2 separate regions of the Sus scrofa genome follow, and region 2 is linked to region 1. The links are chromatin contacts, called in public Hi-C maps. All regions are on one chromosome and are shown on one strand. Each heading gives the region's core, a stretch centred on a gene start, on an enhancer-like site or on the middle of the called end of the contact. The rest is flanking DNA. Distances are from core to core; before and after follow the strand shown.

Evidence for each region. Hi-C and Micro-C count contacts between places; a contact is called where the count stands out from the background.
Region 2: a contact with region 1 is called in a Hi-C map of embryonic fibroblasts, with 2.6 times the contacts expected there. The contact joins two enhancer-like sites. A contact is called at or near these places in 1 of 47 Hi-C or Micro-C datasets (embryonic fibroblasts) and 1 of 2 datasets of contacts at active chromatin or transcription factors (skeletal muscle).

What each region holds. Positions count from the first base shown.
Region 1 is chr2:117,630,927-117,636,016 of Sscrofa11.1, forward strand. All of the region lies in intron 2 of NREP (neuronal regeneration-related protein), which reads left to right. Among named protein-coding and RNA genes, the nearest start is that of NREP, 130 kb to the left of the region's middle. Within about 2 kb of position 3,030, at least 11 of the 83 cell types and tissues checked have an H3K27ac peak or open chromatin away from gene starts, as enhancers often do. A contact at or near this core is called in embryonic fibroblasts, where this site is marked.
Region 2 is chr2:117,889,156-117,894,215 of Sscrofa11.1, forward strand. No RefSeq gene overlaps it. Among named protein-coding and RNA genes, the nearest start is that of YTHDC2, 110 kb to the right of the region's middle. Within about 2 kb of position 2,321, at least 10 of the 83 cell types and tissues checked have an H3K27ac peak or open chromatin away from gene starts, as enhancers often do. A contact at or near this core is called in embryonic fibroblasts, where this site is marked.

The sequences.
Region 1 (5,090 bases), core at 1,780-4,279:
AAAAATAGATAGCATTTACTGTGGGCTGAATTGTGTCCCTTCAAAAATTCATATGTTTAAGTCCTAACTGCCACTACTTCAGAATGAGACCATATTAAAAAATAGAGCCTTGTAGAGGTAGTGACATTTAACTAAGGCTGTTAGAGTGGGCCCTGATCCAGTATGACTGGTACCCTTACAAGAAAAAGAAATTTGGACACAGTTACAGAGGCAAGGCAGCTCTAGACAGCAAATATGGCATAGATGCTTTAGTCCCCAGACTTTTCTTTTTGGCCATGCCTGTGGGATGTGAAAGTTCCTGGGCCAGGGATAGAACCTGTGCCATGGCAGTAACAGTGCCAGATCCTTAACCTGCTGAGCCACAGGAGAACTCCTCCCTCGACTTTTTTGCCTAAAACTCCTCACACATTTTTACATTTATTTGTCCAATATATTTTCATACACACATAAAAGATCATAATATATTTTTTTTCCAAACTCAACACAATATGATGCGGTGTTCACTGGAAAATATTTTACACTTAAGCACTTAAGCCATTAGTTTTGAGTTTATACCACAAATGGATGATGTGTGTGTGTGTGTGTGTGTGTACACATATATACTTACGATTAATGTTGTGGTGAACACATAGAATTGGTATGTGACTTTTGAGTGATTCTTGATTCTTCACTATGGGCAGATGGGAGATAGCAAGTGCCTGAGTGATTTTTACAATATAAAATATGTGATTTCAAAATTCAGTCTCCAAGGGAAGCATGCATACAGATTAATGAGGGGTTGTAACCCTCTGCCAGTGGTTCTGTGCTTTGGCAGGAAACAGTTTCCTTGTGTAACCGGTAACTGTAGATGGTCTATAACTATCCAAGAGATTGAGAATTATTAATGAAAATTTTCATATACCTTTGAGGCATCATTCTTATTATAAACTTACAGGATATAGTAGGCCATGATGATGGGTTCACTTTAGGTTTCTCTGAGACTATGTATTTTTTAAATGATGAATGCGATTATATGTTGTCAAACGGTATGTTTATAACTACTGATACGCCTCTTTACCAGAGAAGATACCTTGTCACATAGAACTTCTTTTGTTGAAAAAGAAAATAAGAATGGTCTGATGGAAAAGATAATTCTTCTACTTATGCTTTCGTGAAGAAACACAAGTCATTAGCCTATGACTTTTGTTGGTTTTTCAGTTTACTGGCTTCTTATGTATATTAGAAAAGATGTGGTTTAATGTTTGTGTTTGTGCCTGGCATTGAATGTATCAGTAGTTTAATGTGGGAGAAATCTACGAGAAGTTACTATAAGAGGTGAAAACATATCTAAATTTCCTCCTATCCCTTAATCTCTTATGTGGCTTAGTGTATGTGTAGGGGTGTGTGTGTGTGTGTGTGTGTGTGTGTGTGTGTGTGTAAGCAGTGTTGGTAAAGGAGGAAGGATGTCATCAGCAGGCAGAAAATTTTGAGAATTTTTGCACATTAGAAAGAATGCAATCCTAGAACCTCCAGCTTGAGAGGGACCTAATGCAGAGGAGAGGAAAGTAAAGGAATAACCCTTGGAACAATTAAACAGGAACTAAATCTGGGCAAGAAAATGGTTCAGTCCTTTCACTTCCCGCACTATGCTAGATGACAGGCACAAGTGAAATTCAATGGCAGGATAAACCTGAAAAGTATTATCAAGATAAAGCCTTTAGGGATCTGAGTAAGAAGAACAGATCATGTGGTAACTTGAGATGCATACAGGCACAGAGGGAAAAAAGGGAACAGACTGCTCTGCCAGGAGTTTCAAGCTCTGAAGTGCTCCTCTGCCAAAGTACACATCTTCCTAAGTTGGCAAGGGGTAGAACAGATGGGTACCCAGCCTGTCTGCCCGCCCATGCCCAGGGAGCCTTAAGAGATATTGTCTACTTGACCCACCCTATCCATTTATGTAAAAACTTAAAAGCAACCTTTTCAATCAAAGTTGAAGCCCAGTAGAACATTAGAACTATATCACTGTAGAAGTACCCCATGGCAGCTATTGATATATAACCACCTGAAAAACAGTAGAAGGAACAAGGTGAACTAATAGAACCCCTGGTCTAAGGTTATAAAAGAAATAATTCAAGAAATGGATGAAAACCTAATAAGAAACACTTACAAATATCTTTAGAGAAAGTCAAGGAGCTATTATCCATTAAAAGAAAAGCAAAGAAGGAGGGAGGGGGATGCAGAGGGAGGAAAAGCCTCATATGGCGATGAGTAATTAGAGAGTACAAACTAGTCCTGTAAATTAAAAATCTCATTGGTAAAGTAGAAAAAAATCAAATGCAAGAAAACAATAAATATTGCTGAAGGCTGAGTTAATGTTCTGGACAATAAAATACCCTAAAATCTGGAGAAAAAAGAGAAGGGGATAGAAAAAAATGAATTAAGAATTAGAACACAGGAACTTTAAACCATGATGTTAAACACCCATATAATAGTTCTAGGAAAAGAGACCACAGAAAATGGAAGAGATGAAGAGAAGCTAGAGGAATTTGCCTTGAGCCAAAGGTGTCAAGGCTTCAAATTAATTGAGTGCCCTTAAATACCTACATCCTAATAAAATTTCTGGGATTCAAAGTTTAAAGCTTCCAGAGATAAAAATCAATCAATCAATCAAACAGATGGCTGAGAAAGGACTAAGAGTCACATTGTAATCAAACTGCTAGTTAGCAGCACTGGATGCTAGAGAAGTAGTTTAAGGAGGCTTTTTCTGTCTATGAGCAGATGGAGAGCTCCTCTCCCCCTTTTATGCCCACTTAGAATAATTTTAGTTTAGCCCTCTGTTTCCCAAAACTTACTGATCATCCAATCACCTGGGAAGCTTTTGAAAGATTCAGATCCCTAAGGCTTCCAAGAAATGTGGGTGAGGCAGATCCAAGGAGTGATCTGTGAATTTGTACTCTAAAAAGCTTCTCATTTGGGAAATAATTGGCTTAGCCCTTAGACACTGATGACTCAACTCCATTAGCTGTTTGGTCCATGTAGGCCTCTGCTCCATGGACACGAACTCCAGTCTAGGGCTTATTCTTCCTTGTTCTAGACCACAATGCTGACTCAGTGTGCTCTGACTGAGGCCATATGTGTCTCATGTGGCCAGAACCCAGGCCAAAAGAATAATATTCATGCCCTCTGCTTTATTTTAGACTAAACATGTCCTAAATGACAAAATAACAAAAGAGGTGAAGTATTTTTGTAACAGCAACTCTATTAGAAACTGTTAGCATTCCCTTTCTGACCCACCAATCATTGTTTGAAAGCTTAAGTTTCACAAATAGGGTGAAGAACTTGGCAGAGTTTTCCAGTTAAATGTCAGCTCTTCAATTTTTGTGGATTTAATTAGGTCTAACTTAATTAAAAGATTTGTCAAGTAACACTACAGAATTATCTTATTCATAGAAAAGCCCCTAGAGTTGCCTTTTTAATTCTATCAAATTCATCATTAAAGAGAATGTCTTACACTGGCCACGTCATCAGAAGTCACATTAAGTAAAGAAGCATTCTAGAATGTGATACATGACATGAGCACTGAGAGGTAGGGTCAGCTACATGCAGGAAATCAACAATCCATACTATTGTCAGATCAAAACAGTTTTAGCAGACCTTATTCATGCTGTGGATGATTCAATCCACTACTCTACTTGCATATTTAAAGTTAGAGTGTGCAGATTCTGTGCAGAAAGCCACTAAGAGGAGGTATACCATTCCTATAATTTGATTACGGCAGTAGTAGTAGGTGGTATGAAACTAAGTAATTTTTTTTTTTTTTTTTTAACCTCAACCAGTTGTTGTGAGGATTAGGAAAGAAAATGTGAGTGGGTGAAAGTGCACTGTAAGTTCCAAACACAAATCAGGCAGGAACTCTTTCTGTTAGCATTATTTTTATTGTTATTGAAACATTGGCGGACTTTCAAAGGCTCTCTTCTTTCTCTGCTGTTTTAATTTATTTTCTTATTACTCTCTAATACCTGATGCAGATCCATCAAAAACTTTCATTGCATTTCCCTGCTGTGTGACTTTTCTCCAGTGTGCTTCTTTTTTCTCTTCCTCCAGTCTCCTTTGAAAACTCCTTTTTCTGACTCTCTTCAGTATTAAAGGAGAAAGAAAAAAGTGCAAAAGTTAAAGCATTTACATAAATCAATTGTATCAGTAACTGTTATCTGTTATGGCTGAACTGAGCCTTTCATTAGTTTATGTGGGTCCTGCCTAACTGGCAGTACTTCCCCTTGAAGGTACAGATAGCCATTCAATTTCTTTGATATACCTAATGGTTAAATATTTTTCATTTTAATTTCTAATCAGAAAAGAGGACTAAAATAAAATTTGGCTCCAAAGAAATCTCTGTGTTCAGTTAAGCATGTGTTGGAATTTCTAGAAGATTATACTCCTCTCAAGTCCAATAAGTTCAAGGAAAATTTTGATTACAGTGCCTGGTACTTGTGGTGAATGTGATTAAAAACTGATTAAAGGTCTGTCAAAAGATGCAGTTGAGATATTGGCTGTAATTTTAGGACTTAATAAAAATCATGACCTCAGTGTTTCTGAATTTCTTTTGAAAACTAAAGAATGTTTGCTTTACCTCAGGAAAGAAAAACAAATAAAAGTCTAGTTTCTATGAGAACCTCAAAGACCATCCCAGTGATCAGCTCCTGATGATTGTGTGTCCAGAGGAGAGGAGACCAAGCAATCCTACTTTAACTTTTACATATTTATTGTATTTATTTTATATACATTAAAAGGTTAGTGTGACATTATTCCTTTTCTTTAAATTGAGGACACATTGAGTGCTGTCGGTACACTATAAAGATAGAATACTAATTTTATTAGAGAAAAATGTGGCATTTATTTGGTCTTCATTTAGAGAATAGTATTTGTAAATTATTTTTTAAAAGGGCAAGAGATGTTGAGTTTTTGTGCTAAATTTCAATTTGAATCAACACATTTATTGGCTCTTCACCAATGGGTAAATTTTGCCTTGCATCCTGTATATATTTGTTGTAAGATTTCTGAATATATTTTCATAATTATTAAGTGAAAACTAATAAAAATTAGTCTGGTCA
Region 2 (5,060 bases), core at 1,071-3,570, 260 kb after region 1:
ATAGTCTGGAATCCTATCCCATGCCAGGTAGAGACGCGGTATTCTCACAGTCTTTTTACCTTCCCACCACCCCTAGTGAACTTTGAAGAATTTACTTCGGGATGATTTTTAATCCATTTAATGACTTGGTCTTCCCTGCACCTCTCAGCCAGCTTCCTTGCTCTGACCAAGACCAAAAGACTGGCACCTTTTGCCATCTCATAGCTTGCTCCCTCCTTAAGTATTGACATTGGACCCTCCTGTAGGGATGTGGAAAATTCCTCCAAGTACCAGAGCTGCTGCAGCAATTCATAACCGAGAACGATGGATGTATTAGGTGGAAGAGGAGACAAATCATAATGGAAAAAGAGACGTTTTAAAATAGGCTGCTAGACAGGCTATTTCCTGGGATCTCCTCCTAGGGGCTTCCACAGCCTGTCTCAGTCCTGAGCTCCCTACACCCTGCTGTGAAGGAGCCCCTGCACGCTATACATGGGGCTGAACTTGGTGTCATCTAACCAGCAATAAGGCCTCCAACCTCAGCTTAGCCCCCAGGAAAGGGCAGAATCCTCCTTTATGAAGATGGGATCACAGTGTGACTTATTTTCTGTCCTGGCCATATGGTTAGCAGAAGCGTGTCCCACCTTCTGGAGGACCTCCCCGCACCCTCTCACAGGAATGACTCCCCTGCAGCAAGGCAGTCCCACGAGTCTATGCTTCATTTCTCAAAGTCTGACACACAGTTGTGTCACGAAAGGGAGTAGTTCCACTGGAAAGAATTTATTTGATTCATTAATTAAAAATTAATTAAAGGGAGTTCCCATTGTGGCTCAGTGGTTACGAACCTAAGTAGTATCTCTGAGGACACAGGTTAGATCCCTGGCCTCACTTAGTGCATTAAGGATCCAGCATTGCTGTGACCTGTGGTGTAGGTCACAGATATGGCTCGCATCCTGCCTTGCTGTGGCTGTGGCATAGGCCAGCAGCTGCAGCTCCAATTTGACCCCTAGCCTGGGAACTTCCATATGTCACAGGTATGGCCTTAAAAAGCAAAAAAAAAAAAAAAAAAAATTAAGAAAAAATCATAAAATGTCTGGTGCATAAGAGACTCCATTCTTGGATTTAGTAGCGAGCCAAAGAATTGTGCCTCAGAAGATGGCTTTCCCAAAGGGTTTCTTGATAGTGGCTGAAAGTTGTGAACAAATAAGAAAAAATATCTTTCCCCATAAAGAAGAACATTTAGGGATAAGGAAAGACATCACTCAAAAGTATATGCTTTTCTCATGTTCTTCTTTCCCAGCTGTCATCTTCTAACATCCCTACTGTAATGATGACAACCATAAGACAGACTGCTAACTGTGCTTCACTGTAAACATAATAACAGCAGCAACTATGAGAGTAACAATAACACAGACACCATCTACTTAGGTCTTAGAATATGAAGGCATTGCCTTATGGCTTTACAAACATTATCTTGATTAGTCTCCACCACAACCTATTCTGAAGTAGGCAATAGCACCTCCATTTTCTGGATGGAGAAACTGGGTTTAGAATGTGAAGCAAGTTACCCATTAATCTCACGTCTCAGAAAGCATTCTTTTTTTAAAGTACTTTTTTCTTCCTAAGCTGATTCCAGGCATATCTTTTCGTCTAAGAGAACATGGTATTGATGATATTTTTCTTAACTGGATACTGGCATTCCTTTTGGCCAGGGTCATACATAATGGCAGTTTGTTTTTCCCAAGAAAACCTAGTATCTTGAATTGATTTTGGAAACATAAAATGGTTTTAAGGTCAGCTTCATTTAAGGTGGTGATTTAATTCACTTGGGCCAAGATTCCATGAGAGGCTTGTAAGGCTATGACCCCTATGCCACGGGGGTACCAAGCTGAACCAGAGGCTGCCCTGCTTCAAGGATTTTGCATTAGTATGTCACTAAAGCCTCTGCTTTAGGGACGAGTTCCCTGGACATAGCACATGCTCACTGTAAAATGTTTCAAATAGAGTACTTTGGGATGCTAAGCTTATCCTTGGTACTCTGAGGATAGATATCGAATTCAACCACTTGATCCATTTGAAATGTCATCTGGAAACAATTAAGGACCAGCAGCTCTTCCAAATGGCTCTTGAGCGACACTCTTGGCAGTTGGTGGCCAAATACTTGTGGGGAAGAGAAAAACCCATTCTTTTCTACACACAAATGAAAATACAGTAATTGCTAAAGCCTGATGACTCCTCAAATAGTCTTTTGGGGAAGGGCCAAGGTGACAGACTGTGTAGGTATTCAGGTCATTAAAAAGCACATACCTTGTGGTGGTCACGGGTCTGAGTAATCCCCAATTTACTGGCAAAACACTGAGGAAAGGGATTAGCAGGTTGGGCAATGATAAACCATGGGCAGCCAAAGGTTGAGGCTACTAAAATTTCTTGGGTTGGAAAATGATGTCAAGAAATTCAGCATTGCACAACAACATCATTTCCAAAGAGAAGAAAAATACTCATATACCATTCAGAAAAACTAACAATCAGAAGCTACTAACATTTCTTGAGTTGGAAGATGATGTCAAGAAATTTAGCATTGCACAACAGGCTCTTATTCAAAAGGGAAAAAAAAATACTCATATACCATTCAGAAAAACTAATAATCACTAGCAGATACTTATAGAAGGCAATATCTACTGGTGGGAACAATGCTATTATTTATTTGTATGTTTCTTAATGCTCAAAATCTTATGAAGGCTGGTTGGCAGTGAAGGAAAAAAAGACAGTAATGTGCTAGTGTGGCGTTATTCCAGCTCCAAGTCCAGTGGGATCATCCCAGTCAGGGCTATGTTGTAACCCTCATAGATGTTTTGACCTTTGTGGGCCTCTTCTCCATTTCAAAGCTAAAATTAATCTTTACAACTGCATTGGTATAAAGGCAAATACAATCCAGACTACATTCACTGTTATACATTCAGATGTAATGTATTCTTTTTTCTTTCTGATTCTAAAAGAAAGTAAAATGAGGGCATTTTTGCAAGCTCCTAAAAGTATGGAGGGCTCTAGGCACTATGCTAATGGTGGGTAAGCCCTGTGCCCAACTGAAAATACTCCTTACCTGACTCCTTTGCAGCTAAGGGTAACCTTATGACATTAACTCTGAGTTTCTTGGAAATTCTGGAAGAGGTGAGGCTCTCCTCTTCCTTATTCTTTCTGCCTGAAACCCATAGATACAGCAGCCATCTTGTAACCATGAGGTGCTAATGTCTTTTTTTTTTTTTTTCATTTTTAGCTTTTTAGGGCCATGCCTGCAGCATATAGAAGATCCCAGGCAAGGGGTCGAATTGGAGTTGCAGCTGCTAGCCACAGCCACAGCCACAGCCACAGCAATGCAAGATCTGAACCATGTCTGTGACCTACACCATAGCTCACGGCAACACCAGATCCTTAACCCACTGAGTAAAGCCAGGGATGGAACCCACATCCTCATGGGTACTAGTCAGGATCATAATCCCCTGAGCCACAACTGGAACTCCACAGATGTTTTCTAATTAAGGACAGGAGAGCAAAAAATAGAAGTGCTCTTGCTTCTAATGGTATTTTGAGTTGCAGCATTTGCCAAAAGTCTTGTTAGATGAAGGGGGAAAAAGGTCAATCCTACTTGTTTAAGCTAGTGGGGATTTGGTTTTTTGACATGCGTGGCTCACTTCTCTAACTCCTGTGATGCTGCAGGGCCTAGGCACTGTTCTTTGGGTTCAGGTATGAAGTCAGGACTTTACACAAATCTGTTCCAAACCCAAGGAAGCAGCCTGAGGACATGGAAACAAGTATAGAATAGCTAGTGGCAGAAGGCCTGACCGTAAGACTTACTGGTTCTCTGAGAGTAAAGACAGAGTGAAGGATTTTCGCCCTTTTCAGGGGTGACTATGAAGCCGCTGGACCCTGAGAAGTGATGCTTGTTGTAACGAACCTGCAGGAACCTTTGCTCTGTGGTGAGTCACGGGACCTTGAGAACCAGGCTTCACGTGTGTGCATTCAGCTGATGCCTCTATGTTTGCAGCTGCTGAGAGGGCTGAGCAAGGAGGATGATGGGAAAGAGACCTGCCCCCATCATTTCAGAGATACTTGACTGCTAGATAAGACCCCTCAGCGACGGGGTGAAAGATTCACGTCCTGTGCAGAAGGACAGACCTCCCCTGCAGTAGAAGGTCAGTGCACGAACTCGGGATGGGCCATGCTCCCGCTCTCTCGGAACTCCAGGAGAAGACAGGCTTTTGTCTGGATTCTGGCTGAGCTGGATTCCTTAGCAAGCTTGGTGGGAAGGTGAAAAGTCAACTGGGTGAAATAAAAGCTGATCAGAGAAATTTCTTCATAGAATTCAACAGGGCAACTGAGTCAGAAGGTTGAACATGCAAAGGGCAGTAGTCCCTAGAAGTTTTTGAAGAAAAAATCTGACAAATTATTTTAGGTAAAGGGTCTTTCAGGACACCCTGCTTTCCTGGAGACTGGTGACCCGAGTAATAGCTTTTAAAATTCATTTTTCAGAGTTCCCGTCATGGCTCAGTGGAAACGCATCTGACTGGCATGCATGAGGACACGGCTTCCATCCCTGGCCTAGCTCAGTGGATTAAAGCTCCCCTCATTGCTGTGAGCTGTGGTGTGGGCCGGTGGCTACAGCTCCAACACAACACCTAGCCTGGGAACCTCCATATGCTGTGGGTGCAGCCCTAAAACAACAACAACAACAACAACAAAAATTCATTTTTACTTCTATTTTGGTCCCTTGTTTGTTCATTCAGCATTCATTCACTGCTAATGTGTGTCGAACACTGTAAGGGCAACAGACTCCATCCCTGCCTTCAGTGGGGTTAAGAGCCCACAGGGCAGATTGGTTGGAAGCAAAGACAAAATAAGCCAACAAACTGACAATAGCTGTAAAGAAAATCTAATGGAGGATGGGAGCTAACTTGAGCTGTTACAGCAGTGGTTCCTCAGCATGTTTGCATTATTAAAATCACACCTGAGTATCTTTTAAAACTCCCAAAGTCTGGGCTGTACCTCAGACCAGTTCCCATCTCTGGGACGAGACATGGGCAACA